Linked DNA regions of Bombyx mori: region 2 is linked to region 1. Evidence: chromatin contacts called from public Hi-C data. All regions are on one chromosome and are shown on one strand. Each heading gives the region's core, a stretch centred on a gene start, on an enhancer-like site or on the middle of the called end of the contact. The rest is flanking DNA. Distances are from core to core; before and after follow the strand shown.

What was found. A called contact is a pair of places that touch in the nucleus more often than the background predicts.
Region 2: a contact with region 1 is called in a Hi-C map of whole pupa, with 2.6 times the contacts expected there. The contact joins two enhancer-like sites.

Annotation. Positions count from the first base shown.
Region 1 is chr2:5,614,299-5,619,788 of ASM3026992v2, forward strand. It overlaps LOC101735441, which reads right to left. Exons shown (of 18, transcript XM_021352672.3): 9 at 5,403-5,490; 10 at 4,256-4,341; 11 at 3,313-3,487; 12 at 2,162-2,568; 13 at 1,068-1,270. Among protein-coding and RNA genes, the nearest start is that of LOC101747230, 30 kb to the left of the region's middle. Within about 2 kb of position 2,288, at least 6 of the 8 cell types and tissues checked have open chromatin away from gene starts, as enhancers often do.
Region 2 is chr2:5,748,920-5,754,872 of ASM3026992v2, forward strand. LOC101737750 reads right to left here. Exons shown (of 9, transcript XM_038015055.2): 4 at 1,498-2,933. The region is part of intron 3 of LOC134200481 (a long non-coding RNA gene); the gene reads left to right. Among protein-coding and RNA genes, the nearest start is that of LOC134200515, 8.7 kb to the right of the region's middle. Within about 2 kb of position 2,857, at least 4 of the 8 cell types and tissues checked have open chromatin away from gene starts, as enhancers often do.

The DNA.
Region 1 (5,490 bases), core at 1,038-3,537:
AGATTGTGGTGGAACATACAACAAAACTGATATATGGCGGTATGGTTTGAGTGAGAATTTTGTAATAATAGTTTTTGACATTAGAATCATTATAAGTGTACAACTTATAATTTCAATTAATTATAGTCGAATTTCGACCACCAGGGGACCCCTAGTTCCTATTAATACTTGACATAATTTAACATATCGATTTCGTATCGGTCCCGTTATCGACATGCACCAATACAATTCTTACGCACATCCCTACATCTCTCCATGAGAACTGTAAGTGCGAGCGAGACAGACAGACAAATATGATTTATGATTATGACCCGAAGCCTCAGTTCATAATGCGTCGACTATAGCTACGCTAGTGCCGCCCGTCCCGTGACGGTGAGTTCGTTTTACACTGCAATTAGTTTTTTTTAAGGGATTTTATGACCTGGTAACTAAGACCTTTAGGTCAAGTGTTATTTTAATTTTAGTGAAAACTTTTTTATATGAAACATGGCATGAAATGAAATGAAAACGAAATGAAATGAAATGTGATGATATGGGATGAAATATAATCTCAATAAAATGGTGGTCATTCACTGAGACTTTTTCAGTGAACTTTTTGGAGGATCCCGAGAAGTTACGTTCAGAGGATTTGTTTCATTTTCCCGCATTTGTGCACTTTCACAGATACTAAACATTTAATAAACCACCGTTATTACACATTTAAACCTGAAGAAACACTAAATAGACAAGATAATTACTGGTGGTAGGACCTCTCGTGAGTCCGCGCGGGTAGGCACCACTGCCCTGCCTATTTGTGGCATGAAGCAGTAATGCGTTTCGGTTTGAAGAGCGGGGCAGCCGTTGTAACTATACTTGAGACCTTAGAACTTATATCTCAAGGTGTGTGGCGCATTTACGTTGTAGATGTCTATGGGCTCCGGTAACCACATAACACCACCCATCGAAGCAAAAAAATAAATAATAATAATAATAATAAAACAAATCACACGACTTCACTCCTCGCGTTCCACGTCAAAAAGTCCGCTGTAATTAGTTTCCATTAACATACAAGCCAAGGACGTACGTACCCGTAAGATCGTGCCGGCTCGCGTGCGCGAGTCCCCTGAGCGTGAAGTCTGCGGTGACGAAGGCGTCGGGCGCGTCGGGGGGCGGCGGCCCGGCGGCGCGGAGCTCCACGGAGATGGCGGTGTCCAGCGACAGCGGGAACTGCTCCTCGTGCCGCTCACTCACTGGTGACGAGGGCGGCGGAGTTTTCGGTCGGAAATGTAACCTACGGAAACAGAATAACGAGGATGTACGTCAATTTTTATTGTTTTTATTTAATTGGCACGAGAATATATTTTCATACTGTATTAGAGGAATAAAATAAATAATAGTTTAAAAAATGTAACAAAATACGCTTTTATAGATAATCCAACAAAAAAATAGGAAATAAATATTGTATATGTATATATTATTATATGTAATGTTTACTGTATGCACTAAGTTAGTGTTCCTAATTCTTCTTTCCTTTTGCGGGCCTACTGGAAGAGATTTCAACATGAAATAAGTAGTGCCCTTGTACTCTGTATCCTTATTGTCGTGTTTTTTCTAACAACTGTGTGTACAAATATATTAAATAAATAAATAAATAATTTTTTTTATGAATTTGAATTAAAAATAGTGTAAGAAAAAATAGTTTATTGTAAAAATGCATGAGGTGCATGGTAGAAGTGGTTATAAATATTTTATGAACAGATATGAGTAAAAGGGTTATTTTGATAATATCCTGAAAAGCATGTGTGGGCTGTATGCTCACAGCCCACCTGATGTTAAATAGTTACTGGAGCCCACAGACATCTACAACGTAAATGCGCCACCCACCTTAAGAAATAAGTTCTAAGGTCTTAGTATAGTTACAACGGCTGCCCCGCCCTTCAAACCGAAACGCATTACTGCTCCACGGCAGAAATAGGCAGGGCGGTGGTACCTACCCAAGCGGACTCACAAGAGGTCGTATATAGGAGCTACGTATTTGATTAGAAAAATTGGTACCTGCCAGCGGGATTCGAACACCGTTGCATCGCTATATACGAATGCACCGGACGTCTTATCCTTTAGGCCACGACGACTTTTGTATCAATAATGAGTTAGTGTCACAGAGAGACCACCGTGCGCTCACCAGTCAGCGTTGACCTCGTTGATGAAGCTCTCGAACTCCCTCTCGACGGGGTACAGGCTCTGGTCGGAGTCGTAGCTGCTGTCGCTGCTGGTGCTGTGCGCCCGCTTCCTCATCTCGTTCCTCAGGTTCTCCCGCACGACTCCGTCTATAGTCCTGGCGCTATCACTAATATCACTTTGCACATCCGCCGGCTTCACTTCGTCGAGCCCCTCGAGGTCTGCCTTCACGAGCTTGAGGTCCGCTGGAGGCGTGACGTCATCGTGGCCGGGCTTCACCGGACAGATCCACAGGTCCGCGTTCTTGGCCAGGTGTTTCCTGAACGCTCTCCGCCAGGGGTACTTCCCGCTCGTCTCGTAGTCCCTCGTCAGAACCTTGGGCGTTCGATGAGCTTTGGTTTCGAGCTCCATCTGATTAACAAGTTAGGCTTTTAATTAATGTTTTAAACGTACAGTTAAGCATAATGTGTGTGTGTGCGTGTATGTGTGTGCGTGTGTGTGTATGCGTGTTTTGTATGTGCGTGTTGTGTTGTGTTGTGTTGTGTGTGTGCTTGTTGTGTGTGTGTGCTTGTTGTGTGTGCGCGTGTTGTGTGTGTGCGCTTATTGTGTGCGTGTGCGTGTGTGTGTGCGTGTGTGTGTGTGTGTGCGTGTTGTGTGTGTGTTTGTGTGTGCGCGTGTTGTGTGTGTGTGCGCTTATTGTGTGTTTGTGTGCGTGTGTTTGTGTGCGTGTGTGTGTGTGTGTGTGTGTGTGTGTGTGTGTGCGTGTTGTGTGTGATTGTGTGTGTGTTTGTGTGTGCGTGTGCGTGTTTGTGTGTGTGTGTTGTGTGCGTGTGTGTGTTTGTGTGTGTGTGTGTGTGTGTGCGTGTTGTGTGTGTGTGCGGGTGTGTGTGTGTGTGCGTGTTGTGTGTGTGTGTGTGTGTGTGTGTGTGTGCGTGTTGTGTGTGTGTGTGCGTGTTGTGTGTGTGTGTGCGTGTTGTGTGTGCGTGTTGTGTGTGTGTGTGTGTGCGTGTTGTGTGTGTGTGTGTGTACGTGTTGTGTGTGTACGTGTTGTGTGTGTGTGTGTGTGTACGTGTTGTGTGTGTGTGTACGTGTTGTGTGTGTGTGTGTACGTGTTGTGTATTTGCGTGTTGTGCGCTCGTGTATGCGTGCGTGTACCTCCTCGGTGGCGCGCGCGCGGTGGCTGGCGGCGTGCAGGAAGCGGTAGGGCAGCGCGGTGAGCAGGCGGTGCAGCGGCGTGTGCAGCCGGTCCAGCGCTGTGCGGCCGCCGCGCGCCTGCCGCCGCCGCGCGAAACCGATGCACGCGCCCGTCTGCAGCGACGTCAGCGTGTACCTGCCGCGCGACAACACCTTACTCACTTACTCACTCACTCACTCACCCACTCTAACAGCATCGTGGCTTGAAAGAGAAATACGTATAAATCTCTAGTTTGAGCGAGAATTATTTTTTTGCCTACCTACTGCCGATTGCCGCCAAGGCCCATTCTGTCTTCACCGAAGGTGTAAGAGAACTCACAGGACTCAGCCTAGGAGACTTTACTAATATTGGGTCTAGCAAAAGCAGTATTACGCTGAACTTGCCAACAAATCAGAATTGCACATATTTTTTTGATTTCGGTTTGACGAGTGCGACAGTCTTTTTATTCTAAAACTGTGCCTTACACCTCACGTTTCAAAATTGGTGATAACATTTAGGTTGTTGACGTCTAAGGGCGACTGTCTTTCGGAATTTAAGGGTTGGCCCACAAACGTCCACTGTTGGGCAAAGATCTCCCCCAACCGACCGTGTGACTCAGTGCTAATTTTGTTACGCCGGTAAGAGTAACGCCATTTATCGCCGAATAGTCGAACGAATATCGAAGGATCTAGTAGCACCTAGAACGCTCGAGAAGTACAACGCCATCTATTGTCAAATAGCGGAAATACAATACAAGAGTTGTGTGGCCCATGTGCTAGATGGTCACCAGAGTGGGCCGTGAGCGTGTCCACCCACCCTGGCCCCAGCGGTCATAGACTCCAACCACTACACCATCATGTGTACTGCGAACAGTATACGTTCGGAGCGATGGTTTTTATTTTTTTATTGCCCTTGTGTCCGCACCTATAGCGCTCGTCCACTTCATGCTCGAACAGGCCGTCTCTGGGGTTCTCCGGGTCCACAGGGTCACCGCACAACGTAGACGTAGGCTGAAACAACGCATCGATCTCTTATAATTAAATAAATAAATATTTACTAACAATCACGCCACGTTAACTGATCCCGTGATAAGTTCGTAAAGGACTTGTGTTACAGGTACCAGATAACGGATATAAATGTAAGATTTTTATTATACACATACATATATTTAATATACATCCATAACCCTGGAAAAGACATTTATATTTATCATACAAATACCTTCCCTTGGCGGGATTCGAACCCGCGACCCCCTTGTGTAGTGACCATGTCACTTACCACTACACCAGACGGCCGTTAAATTGTATATTACTTTAGTTTTTCATTAATGTGCCAATTTCCTGCACATGTAATCCGCACCACTCTAGATACCACAGTCTACGATGCCACACACACCGTCGAGAACAGAGGAAGATGGCGAAACATCATCCAGAGAAGGACAATGAGAGGAGAAGTCGTCGTGGCCTAACGAATAAGACGTCCGGTATATTCGTGTGTAGCGATGCACCGGTGTTCGAATCTCGCAGGCGGGCACCAATTTTTCTGATGAAATACGTACTCAACAAATGTTCACGATTGACTTCCACGGTGAAGGAATAACATTGTGTAATAAAAATGAAACCCGCAAAATTATAATTTGCGTAATTACGGGTAGGTACCACCGCCTCGCCTATTTCTGCCTTGAAGCAGTAATGCGTTTCGGTTTGAAGGGTGGGACAGCCGTTGCAACTATACTTGAGACCTTAGAACTTATATCTCAAGGTCGGTGGCGCATTTACGTCGTAGATGTCTGTGGACTCCAGTAACCACTTAACACCAGGTGGGCCGTGAGCTCGTCCACCCATCTAGCAATAAAAATAAAAAAATCTACCACCGGATCGGAAATGCGACCCATTGAGAATATCCGGCGAGAAACTCAGTGGGCTGTGTGTGTGGGTTAATTTACTCGTCGAGCCCTTCGTCGCAAGCGACGGGTTCGACGAGAACGATGACCGGTGCTTGAGGTTAGTAGGTGCCCCAATGCTGTTAGGCCTGAGTTCCACTACAAGAGTATAGCATGACGAGAGCGCACCATCTCGTAGTAGCAGCCAGGTTTCCGTCGGAAGGCGAAGGGTCCATCGTCTGGAGGCGAAGCGGTGTCGGCGCGGGTGCTGGCCTCC
Region 2 (5,953 bases), core at 1,607-4,106, 140 kb after region 1:
TCTATGGGCTCCAGTAACCACTAAACGCCAGGTGGGTTGAGAGCTCGTCCACCCGTATAAGCAATAAAAAAATTAAAAAAATTGCTATAATTGTTTCATGAACTTGACTGCAGATGATTTTTCCGACATCCAACATTTTACACCACCCAGGCTATTTCTGCTGCGAAGCAGTAACGCATTCCGGTTTCAAGGTCAAGGGAGCTATTATCGACCCACATTGACATTGGCCATTAGCTCGTCCACCCATATATACAATATATATCCCCCGTCGTACGGATTTCTTTTGTTTGTTTTAAGTTTATTTTATACAAAAGTTTATGTATTTTATTTATCGATTGAGGCACTACGAAGTCTGCCGGGCCAGCTAGTAAATAATAAAAACAGGCAAACGAAAACACTTCATTTATTTGCTCGCAAAACTAATATCGGTGCAGAGAGGCGTCACAAATCCTCCATCAAGGCTTCCACAAATCGTTTATAGGACAATAGAATCTTCTAGGCTCATTAGTTACGCCATTTAAAATAAGTTTTCAAGGTTAAGTCTTCGGTTCACCGTCATGGGAACACTAAATTTATTATTCCTAAAATCCGTGCAAGATTGAGAAGAACAACTATGGTATTTGTAATTTTGTTTTACGAATTTGACAATAGTGTTTTTTTGTTATGTTTTCTGCATTTCCTTCGTGGCATGAATTTTGAATCGGACAAAAGTAATTTCAATTATTAAAAAAAAAAAAAGGTAATTTGTTTTTTTGTAATATGCACGTGATGATTATAGCAATTTCTTTAAAATTCAATCCTTTAAAAGCATAGTACAGTTGTAAAATTTAAAAAAAAAAAAAATTTTTTTTTCATCACATCAGTTAATGTTAGCTTGCACCAATATCTGACAAGGTCCAGCCTATCTTTGATGTGAAGCAAAGATTTACTGGCGGGATAGGGCGTGTTATGAGTCCGTACGGGTAGGTACCACCTCCCTGCCTAGTAGTGCCGTGAAGCAGTAATGCGTTTCGGTTTGGAGGGTGGGGCAGCCATTGTTCTTTAAAACTGAGGCTTGAACCTGACATATCAAGCTGGCTGTCGGAATTTAAGCAGTTGATTGCTATGGTCTTTGTTAACCATTTAGCACCAGGTGCTCTGTGAGCTCGTCCACCCTTATAACTCTCTCTCCCTCTCTTATTTCTCCCACACGGTGGTGGGGTCAGCTTTCCTTATTCTACTCCTCCACTTCCCTCTGTCTTCTTCCACCAATAAAATAAAAACCAATAAAAAAGGGTTCCATTTTGACGGGTGCAACAGCTGCTGTGCTACAAAACGGTGGAGACTTAAATCTCTCGTTTCAATGTGGGTGGAAGCATTCTTGACATCTATTGATTTTAATAGCCCCTTGACATAGGCTTAAATATAGATAGAACTTGTCTGCAAGAGGAGCAGAAAAAGTAATTTGCCATAATAAACCTTTTGGCAATAAATTTAAAATGTAAAAGTTGTAATTACCTGTAAATTCTCCAATTCCTTTTCAGCACTGGCAGACAATGCCAATAACCTCTCAGTCTCCTTCTTCTCGAGATCCAAAAAGTAATAGGCATCTTTGACTGCCTCCCCATTGATTTCCTTGCCGTTGACAGCATCGTTATTCAAGGAATCATCAATTTTTATCACAGATACACCGTTCGTCACCACTTCGCTGAGTTCAGTCTTCGTGTCCAGTCGTGGAATGTCTTCTTCTAATTTCTGCGGCGATAGTTCAGCTTTAACACTCTTTTTTGGTGAATGTATTGGTAATTGGGCCCGAAATTCGGGTCTCAGGTGCCTGAGCACAGGAAGAGAGACGCTAGAATCTAAATTCCCATTTGGACTAGTGTAGGCGTCATCAAAGCTCTTGTTTAGTTTCCTTACCGAGTATTCCGGACAATTTAGAGATTTCTCTGTCAATACCTTCGAATCATCGTCTTCACTTTGACTTTTCAATCTTTTCTGGTTAAAAAACCCCTGGGCTAAAGCTCCGGGGCCGTACAACCTCTCGACCCGTTGTTGAATGAAGCTTTTCATGGGACTCGTCAACTTTTCTCCATTCTCTTTCGTTATTTCGACCCTCTTCGACATCCCGTTCGACGATATCGTGTAAGATTCCGATGTAAACCTAGAGTCCTTGCCGTTACTGGTCACAGTCTTCCGGAAATTCGTCTCGGAATAGCTCGATTTGAAGGTGATCTCCTTTGCATTGTCCAATTCGTCTTTCTGATGGAGCATCGAGGTAGCAAAGTTCTTGCTCTCTGTCGATATGTAAGGGCGGCTTGTGGTCGTCATGTCGGGGCCCAGAAAATCGTCTTTCAACTGTTTGTTTTCAGCGGCCATATACACATGGAGGGTCGATGTTGCCAGCGACGGATCAGTGTGCGCCTTGGAAGGCGCTTTCGCCGTCAAATCGGTTGTATCATGAGGCCCGAAGGTGGGGACGAGCAGTTTGTTCGCGCTGACCGGCACGGGTACCAAGAGTGAATTATTTTCGCTTCTATACTGATATGTGTATGTTATCGGTCGGATTGGTGACGCTTCCCGGCTCTTGTTTATGTCTTGCCTTAGTTTCGAGTCGTAGGTCGTTAAGTTGGTATAGCCATTTACGGAACAGGCTAGGTTCAAGTAGCTTGGTTTCTTTTGGGGCAGGTCGTCTCTACGTTTGTGTTGTCCACGGGATCGATGACTTGACGAGTCGACGTGAACTTTTGGGGGTGGTTTCAGGAGATGCTCAGATTTCCTAGGAGTCGGTGTGGTCTCCTCTGGGGTCCTGATTGGGGTGACCACCGGGGTTGGGGTCAAGTAGTTTTGTTGTAGATTCGAGCCGGCCCGCTCTTGTATGCGGGATGTGAAGTCTCTCACTCGACTTGTGGTAGACGATGGAGTTAGGAGATTCAGACTACCCGATGTTGTATCTGAAAAGAGAAAAATTTATTATGTTACATTTTCAATGAAAACAATCATGAAGATGTATTTAAAATTACTAGAGGTCCCGCAGTAGTCGAAATTCGACTATAATTAATTGGAATTGTATAATAAGTTTGTACACTATTATGATTGTATTTTATACTTCTATAATCACAAATTTCGCCAAGACTACACTATAAAAAAATATTAATAAAGACAAACAATATTTAATCTATTCTCAATTTGACCACAGACGTCAAGAACAAAAGTTTGACAATAAATAATATGCATGCGTGTGTGCGTCAAATACATGGTATGTAGTGTGTGTAATGTTTTCTTTATTGATTTAATGTATCTTTTATGAATTATTTAAAAAAAAATTAGCATTGTGCACTTCTCTATATTCTCTATAAGTGTGGAAAATTACATACTCTTCCGTACGCGCAATTTTCGTAAAAAGGGATACAAAGTTTTTGCTTCACGTATTAATATATAGATCATAAGCTACCAGAAATCGGTATAAAATGTTTCCAGTAATCTACCAATAACATACAGCATGAAACAAAAAAGTTTAGCGAGGAAAACAGGAGGGCGGGTTTTAAACACTAGCATGTGGTGGTAGGGCGCCTTGCGGGCCAACACAGGTACCACCACACCACAAAAAAAAAATACAACCCTACCTAATTCTAAAGCAGTAATGTGTTTCGGTTTGAAGGGTGGGGGCAACAGCCATTGTGCTTTAAAAAGTAAGACTCAGTGAGACACAAGATGGGATACGCCGATGAGGATAATGTCTATTAGCTCTGGTGACAGCTTAATATCAGGTAGGCGTGAGTTCGCTCACCCATCTCAGCACCCTTTTCACAGAACCCAAAACTTTCACATGAGTCGTCTATTATCAAAGGTGGCAATCTGTGCATTTGGACAAAAAAAAAAATGATATGTCAATACAGATTGATTTGAATATAATCGTCTCCTTCAAAGAATACGGTTCAAAACCTGCATTAAATAAAGGTTAATAGTTAACCTGTTATTTATCTAAGATGTCGTTCCGAAGAGTTTTGTGACTGCCAATGGAATACAAAGTCAATAATTCGTTTTTCTGATTTACCAATCATTGTCCAAAAGTCAGATTGCCGCCTTTGATAATAGACGACTCACATAAGGTTCTAGGTTACTAAAATTCAAATATTTCATACACAAGTCAAATATACAATTACATATCTGGTATGTATGACATGATTTTTTTTAATACGTATAGTTACTTTCGAAATCCCTTTATGAATTTTTTTATTGCTTCGATGAATGGACGAGCTCACGGCCCACCTGATGTTAAGTGGTTACCAGACCCATAGACATCTACAACGTAAATACCGCCGCCCACCTCGAGACATGAGTTCTAAGTCTCCGTTTTTACAGTACAACGGTTACCCCGCCCTTCAAACAGAAATGCATTACTGCTTCACGGCAGAAATAGGCAGGGTGGTGGTATCTACCCGTGCGGACTCCCAAGAGGTCCTACCGCCAGTAATTACGCAAATTATAATTTTGCGGGTTTGATTTTTATTACACGGTTTTATTCCTTCACCACATACAAAAGCACCGGGTACCTTATTCTTTAGATCACGACAACTTCCAATTTTTTTTTAATAATTAATTAATTAGTCAACTATTGTGATTTTATACATTCAACTCACACACAGAATAACATACAGGTACTATAATATTGCAAAGGTTCGACAGCAGGTTTTAATGTTTAAGATGTATTAAAAAAACTTTTAAGATATACAATGGTCTAGCTATAATCTGTTATATATATTACTATTTTATTATATTACTGTTCACTACTATATTATTGTTGGTATCCTTGTTTGGCTGTAACCATCTACGATCAAATGAAGCTTCAAATATTCGATGGCAATGAAAATATCACTAAAAATTCATATAATCATTCGCGACAATGTCAGATAAAAATCTCATCAAAGACTAATCCAAATTTTAAATAGCCTTAAAAATTCTAATGTTTATCCAACATGAGCAGTTGTCAATATACACAAACATATCAACAAAATAAATTCAGAAACCTGCATTAAAATAGAAAAAATCCATACCAAACTCACAACAAATAAAAACTAGGTAATAATCACACATCATTACACAACACAAATCAGTGAATTTCAATAATTAACAAATATTTATAGAAATATAACTAGTTTTACCTTTCATTTCGGTAAAATATCTTATCTGTTACGTTATGATAAGAATATATTGCACGAGTTTCATAATCTATATTGATAAAATATGTTCATGTTTATAAATGAAAATGTGGAAACAAAATTTATCATTAGAATATACCTCAGGGCAGAAATAGATGGCAGAATAGCTAACTAAGTAATATGTGAATCAATATTATAATTAAAGCACCTTTTTTTAGTTTATATTCCTAAAAATTAACTTACTTTTATAAAGCTCACAGGTTTGTACAATTACTCTAGTTTGTACATAATAAATGCTTTTGTCATAGCACTTTCAGTAGAAGGAGTGCATTTCGTTATGGCAAAGCTATCGTGGAATATGATATACACCATAGTCGATAGGTCGATAGTCCTGCGCTCGCGGATCGCTTGGAACCTCTGGGTCTACGGAGGGACTTCGGTTCTCTCTGTGTTTTATACCGCATGGTCCATGGGGAATGCTCTGAGGAATTATTCGAGATGATTCCCTCATCTCCTTTTTATCATCGCACCTCCCGCCATCGGAGCAGAGTTCATCCATATTATCTGGAACCGCTGCGTTCATCGACAGTGCGTTTCCAAAGATCTTTTTTGCCACGTACCATCCGGCTTTGAAATGAACTCCCCTCCACGGTGTTTTCCGAGCGCTATGACATGTCCTTCTTCAAACGAGGCTTGCGGAGAGTACTTTATGGTAGGCAGCGGCTTGGCTCTGCCCCTGGCATTGCTGACGTCCATGAGCGACGATGACCACTTACCATCAGGTGGGCCGTATGCTCGTCTGCCTACAAAGG